2 separate regions of the Nomascus leucogenys genome follow, and region 2 is linked to region 1. The links are chromatin contacts, called in public Hi-C maps. All regions are on one chromosome and are shown on one strand. The core of a region is the stretch at or near the end of the contact, and the rest is flanking DNA. Distances in the headings are between cores, read along the strand shown.

Region 1 (3,153 bases), core at 547-3,046:
AAGATGTTTGATGGCTATTTGGGTGGAGCAAAGCACATTAGCTATAGACATTTGTAGAGAATAAGGATAGAAGGCCTCCCACACTCATATTATGGACAGTCCAGACAAAGATTATAGAGTCAGTACTTAACTCCGTAGAAAGAAAAGACCCAGGCTGGGCGTGGCGGCTCATGCCTGTAATCCCAGCACTTTGGGAGGCTGAGGCAGGCGGATCACCTGAGGTTGGGAATTCGAGACCAGTCTGACCAACATGGAGGAACCCTGTCTCTACTAAAAAAAAATACAAAATTAGCTGGGTGTGGTGGTACATGTCTGTAATCCCAGCTACTTGGGAGGCTGAGGCAGGAGAATCCCTTGAACCCAGGAGGCAGAAGTTGCAGTGAGCTGAGATCACATCATTGCACTCCAGCCTGGGCAATAAGAGTGACACTTTGTCTCAAAAGGAAAGAAAGAGAAAGAAAGAAAGAGAAAAAAAAGAAAAGAGAAAGAAAAAAGAAAGAAAGAAGAAAGAAAGAAAAAGAAGAAAGAAAGAAAGAAAGAGAAAGAAAGAAAGAAAGAAAGGAAAGAAAGAAAGAAAGAACGGAAGAAAGAAAGGAAAAGAAAAGAAAAGAGAAAGAGAGAGGAGAGAGAAAGGAGCCAGTGAAGGTTTTTAGTGAGATGGAAAGTGAGCTGGGCCAACAGAAAAGTGATTTAGAAAGTAAAATGTCTTGGGTGTGGAGGGACAGATTGGAGAGGGGACAGACCTGGAAAGAATAGTTAGAAATTGCACCCATTCTGATGAGAAGTAATAGGTAATGCCAAGAAAGGGACAGAATGAGACAAATTGAAGAGAGCCCAGAGGTTTTGCAGAACTCGACATTTAATTGGATAAGGGGTCATAAAGAAATATAATTTTCAATTTAAAAAATGGAAATCTGAGAAAACAGTGAAGCCATGAGTAGAAATAAGGAAATGAGGAGTTTTCCCTCCTGTTGGGGGAGTTTAAGGTAGTCACTGAGTTTTTAAGGTACATGTTGAACTTTAAGGTACTGATTTATATCCGGGTGGAGACATCGAGCAGGAAGACTGAGATATGGGAATTCGAGCTATAGATTTAGGGGTTTCCTACAAAAGTAGGGATAGTTAAGGCCATGGCAGGAAGTGGCCCCCTGAGGTGGGGGTACATATAAATAGGGAGCCAAAGGAAGAGCCTCAGGGTTCTTGGAGAGATACAGAAAAGAAAGACAGAATAATCAAGAGAGGAGCAGTTGTGATAAATGGAGTGCGGTGAACTGTATCAGAAACTGACCCTTTCCAGCCATTTTTCCCAAGATGAACTTTGAGATGGGTGAAGATCTTGTAGTTTGTTCTGATTCTTTTCTTTCCTTCTTTCTTGCTTTCTTGCTTTTCTTCTTTCTTTTTTTTTAGGCTAGTCAAGTGAAGTGTTCTGATTTCTGATGTGAAGTTCACATTGTTCATAAGACATCAGGATGAATTTGGGACAAGATAACGGATTTAGATTTTAGCACATCTTCTATGACTCTGGGATTTCCAGAGTCTAGTATCTAATAAAAGCTAAATAATATAAGTAAATCTCATGCATAGGTGGTACCTTGAGCTGATGTATTGTTGAATGAGTTGGAGGAGTTATTAAAACTGTACAATTCAAAGATTAAAGGGAGATAAAGAAACGTTAATAGGGCACAATGTCAACATGACTTTATCATTATGGAACTTTTGAAGTTTAGGAGAACAGAATATTCAGAAGCAAAAAATAGATTTTACAGATCCCCGGCATTGGTTCTCTTAAATAATTTGAGCTGCCAAAGCTAATGCTGTATGTTAGAAAACTGCTGTTAGAGAATCTATCAGATAATTTATAGAAAGTAACAGAAAAGAAACAAAACAAAACAAAAAAGCTTCTCTTTGAGTGCAACCAGATTATTTATGGAACTATTACAAATTTTTAAAAATCATAATTTGATAAATCACTAGTTAAGAATCAAATGGCATAGAAATAACAAAACATTTGATTGATTATGAAAACTGATACACTTCCTACTTTCTCAAACCCCTGGAGAAGGCAATGCCTCTCAGGAACGAGTCCAGATATTCAGAACCATCGCAAGAGCAACATCTAGTGACAAAGCCAGCACATTACAAATTTGTAGAATAACTGGAAATGAGCACTCCAGTCTTAGGACTGAGTCATAGAATTGAGTGTATGTAGGTCTACTCTAAACAATAAAATGATTTTCTAGAAAGCAGAAATACTGCCTTTCACTGCCACACTCTGAATTTTATTCATTCCACTTTTCTCTGTTTTCTCACTACACACAGAAATTAACTTGTAATTTCCTTGATTTTCATCTGTCATATAGAGAGATATATACTATAGTGGTTAACAGCACAGATTTTGGAGCCAAAAAGCATTGGTTTGTTTCTCAGCTGCATTATTACTAGCTATGAGACATTAGGCAACCTCTCCATGTCTCAACAGTTTTACGTGTAAAACAGGGTTCTGTGAGAGTTAAATTAATTATTACATATGTACAACTCTTAATAACAGTGCTTAGCACATAAAAGCAGCTTAGTTATTGAGTTATAGTTATTGTCAATACCAGTAGGTATCTTTATTTTTATATGGATGGTCCTCAACTTAACGATTATTTTACTTACCTTTTTTTTTTTTTTTTTTTTTTTTTTTGGAGACAGAGTCTCACTCTATTACCTAGACTGGAGTACAGTGGCACAATCTTACTTAACTCATTGCAACCTCTGCCTCTCTGGCTCAAGTGATCCTCCTATCTCAGCCTCCTGAGGAGCTGGGACCACAAGCACGCACCACTACTCCCAGCTAATTTTTTGTATTTTTTGTAGAGACAGGGCTTAGCCATGTTGTCCAGGCTGGTCTCAAACTCAAGCGATCCACCCCTTAGCTTCCCAAAGTGCTGGGATTACAGGCCACCACGCCCTGCCCAATTTACAATTTTTGACTTCACAATGGCGCAAAAGCCATATGCATTCAGTAGAAACTGTACTTTGAGTACCCATACAATCTTTCTGTATTTCACTTTCAGTACAGTATTCAATCAATTACATGAGATATCCAACACTTTATTATAAAATAGGCTTTGCTTTGGATGATTTGCCCAATTGTATGCTAATGTAGGT
Region 2 (3,600 bases), core at 195-2,694, 190 kb before region 1:
ATAGATGCAGTTAGGAGATTAGAGCTGGCCATTTCTAGCCACATCCGTTATTGCCAACCACTGTAAGAACATTTATAATTCTGAATCAGAATATAAGAATGAGACAGGCTCTAGAACACAGTTTCTATCTTTGGCACTATTGACATTTTGGGTCTGATCATTCTTTTTATGGAGAATTTTCCTGTGCATTGCAGGGTATTTAGCAGCATTCCTGGCCTCTGCCTGTTAGACGCCATAAGTAGCTCCCCAGTGGTGACAACCAGAAATGTCTTCAAACATTGTCAAATGCCCTTTGGGAAGCAAAAGCATCCCCAGTTGAGAACCACTGCCCTAAAACACTGTAGGCAATCTTTGTCACATCTTCCACACATAGAAAACTTTTTGTTCTGTACAAATGTTTTCTCTACAAAACCCGGAGGGTGATCTGGGAATAGCTCAATAAAGCTCAGTGAAAAAATTTGTCACTCTTTATATTTATATACTTATAGGAAAAATAAAATACAAGATGTTTAGAAAAATATCAAATATTAAATTTATATAAAGGTTCCAAATAAAATAATTTAAAAAAATTAGAAATTTGAACTTATTACCATTGACATATCTTTTTACCAAAAGATACCATATTCAAAATAGCTATGCAAAACTCTGATTAAGACTTCTTAATGACGATTGTTTCAAATTCCTAGTGGTGTGTATCAACAAGAACCTTCATTCCCACAATAAGATAATTAAAAAAAATTAAAACCATTGTTTACAACTATTTGAAGATTTGCAGCATTTGAAATTAAAGAACCTAATAGCTTATCCTTTTCTTATACTGACAAGTTAATGTTTAATTTTTTATGATAGAGCAAAAGTACTTTAAATTCAGACTTTTATGCTATCTAGCATTCCAAAATAATAACGAAGTTCTAATTTGTACATTGCATATGCATTGTAAGAGCAGTTGCCCTACAGCTAGCATGGAAACCACTAAATGGATTTTGTCCATCTGCTGAAGATGAACAGGAGTATCTGATATATGTGAAAACAGAGATTCTGGGCTATCAGGTGTTGCTGGGCAGACCAGAAACCCCCACCATGTTTCTGCACTCACTCATCCCCACTGGCTGCATCTTGGGCTAAGCTCTAAGCTTCTGGGCAGCTGGACACAAACTACCTACTGATCCTCAGGCCTTACCTAGAATGGTTAGTGGTGCTAACCACTAGGATGGATGGCTGCTGAGATGCCCATGCAGTAGAGCACCTACTTTCTTGGCTGTGTGCATTCAGGGCATTATAGTGGAGAAATGCATGGTAAATGTGACTCATGGTGCCCACTGCCTCCTCTAGGGACTACGAGAGTGGTTCTTGGACTCCTACACTGCTCCGACCAGTCCCCAGGAAGACTCTGATGAGGCTTCTCTTGGCTAGAGGCACATTCTGAGAGCTGAGGAACTCAGTAATTCATAGCACACCTGTAATCCGTTTGTGGCACACCAGTGTGAGACTACATATAAGCTAGGAAGCTCTGCCTTAAAGAATTCTGCCTAGCCCTAAGGTAGCACCCTGTGGCCCAAAGAGAGGCATGACTCACCTCAGATCACACCCTCAGTTAATACCAGAGCTGGAACCAGCAGCTAACTCTCTGGCTCCAGGCACCACAATCATGTTGATTCTTCATTTCATGCCTTTCTTCCTCCCACTGATGCATTCACCACAAACTCCCCATGTGCCTCACCTACTAATCAAAAACATCGGCTGGTCCAGCACCTACCACAAGGGGGGCAGTGTTTCTTAAGCTCTGTGGTGCATAAGAATAGAACTTTAAAAATAGGTATATTTTACTGCTGTGTGTTTGTGGAGAAAGTTGAAGCAGGAAGAGGGAAGAGTGAAGATTTATTATGGGAAGCACAAGTAGAATTTCCATTCTACTCCATCTAATTTCGCTGGCTGAGTCCTAGGCTGAATACTAGATCTTGGTGAGCTTAAAAGAGATCTAGAAACTCAAAGGCTACAAATATGGAAGAGTTTGAAAAGCAGGCTATTTTATCTATAAAAATAGAAGTGATTTCAGATGCTAGAAGGGTGTGTGCAGTGGTTTCTAAATTCTAGTGGACACGAGAATTTCACCAAGAACTTATTTAACTTACCTATACAAGTAATTATAAATCAGTTGATCTGGATCAAAGCCCACAGATCTGTGTTGTAACAAGCATTCTGAGATTATCTGATTGAGAATTGCTGAAATAGGAATAAGACCTTATAGCTTTAATGCACTGTATAATGTGGACATTGCAAGAAGCTAAGAGGAAAATAAATTTTTTAATTAAAAAATTCTAATTTCTCTAGGGCAATTCCTGGAGTATAAATATTGTAAATTATTTCCCAAAACCAAACCAAAAAAAAAACAAAATTTCTCTCTGCTCTTCTCCTCTACTTTCAGTCTATTCTGAAGCTAGGAGAAAGGCTGTTTTACATTTGTCCTTACATGAATGCAGGCCATTTATATAAAAACCACATCATGAGCAGAATAGCCAAGTCACAAGCTTTCCTGGTCCTGTAAGTCTTTGACGTTTTGCTGTGCACTCCAGGCCCAAATACCAGTGCAATTCCCCTTGTTTTGATCGACCTGATTAGACACATTTGTGCTAGGCTCTGCGCCTCAGAAAAGGCAAGGTAGATAGTATTATTAAAAAAAAAAAAAAAAAAAAAAAAACCAGGATAGAGATAGTGTGCTAGTAACAGCTTTTATAAATTGATGCTTGGAGCACCTCTCTCCAGTTGTGAGAGAGCCATGACCCGAAGATACAATATGGTAGAGCCCAGAATGTGGGCCCAGAAATGGGCTTATAAACACATCTGACCCAGAGTTAATAATTTTCTTCTTTTTTTTTTTTTTTTTTTTTTGAGACGGAGTCTCACTCTGTCGCCCAGGCTGGAGTGCAGTGGCGCGATCTCGGCTCACTGCAAGCTCCGCCTCCTGGGTTCACGCCATTCTCCTGCCTCAGCCTCTCCGAGTAGCTGGGACTACAGGCGCCCGCCACCACGCCCGGCTAATTTTTTTGTATTTTTAGTAGAGACGGGGTTTCACTGTGGTCTCAATCTCCTGACCTCGTGATCCGCCCGCCTCGGCCTCCCAAAGTGCTGGGATTACAAGCGTGAGCCACCGCGCCTGGCCAATAATTTTCTTCTTAAGGTCATTTTAAATAAATCTTATATGTATGTGTGTTATGCACTATGCTGTATATGTGGGGTGTCTGTGTGTGTGTGCATGTGTGTGTGTGTGTGTGTGTGTGTGTGTGAGATTGATTACTACCACTTTACTCCTGGGGAAAGAGAACATTAAGGGTTCCTGGCATCCACATCAAGTACTGTGGTGAATATTCATATTTATTTTCTTATTTGAGCCTCATAAAAGCTTTGTAAGGAAGATAGAGGTGATATTATTCAATGGAGATGTATATATTTAACATATTATATAACTTTGAATAAGTTATTAAACTCTTCTGAGCTTCTGGGGTTTTTTTAACCCATAAAATAAGGAGATTGGCATAACCAATCTCATGGTAACAAGATATCATAATCAACTTGTTCCAAATCACAAAGCTAGAAAAGGAC

The links. A called contact is a pair of places that touch in the nucleus more often than the background predicts.
Region 2: a contact with region 1 is called in a Hi-C map of an unstated tissue, with 4 times the contacts expected there. The contact joins two enhancer-like sites. A contact is called at or near these places in 3 of 4 Hi-C or Micro-C datasets (a lymphoblastoid cell line and an unstated tissue).

What each region holds. Positions count from the first base shown.
Region 1 is chr5:45,725,569-45,728,721 of Asia_NLE_v1, reverse strand. All of the region lies in intron 4 of PDE4B (cAMP-specific 3',5'-cyclic phosphodiesterase 4B), which reads right to left. Among named protein-coding and RNA genes, the nearest start is that of SGIP1, 280 kb to the left of the region's middle. Within about 2 kb of position 1,796, the one cell type or tissue checked has an H3K27ac peak away from gene starts, as active enhancers do. A contact at or near this core is called in a lymphoblastoid cell line, where this site is marked.
Region 2 is chr5:45,911,130-45,914,729 of Asia_NLE_v1, reverse strand. No RefSeq gene overlaps it. Among named protein-coding and RNA genes, the nearest start is that of SGIP1, 97 kb to the left of the region's middle. Within about 2 kb of position 1,444, the one cell type or tissue checked has an H3K27ac peak away from gene starts, as active enhancers do. A contact at or near this core is called in a lymphoblastoid cell line, where this site is marked.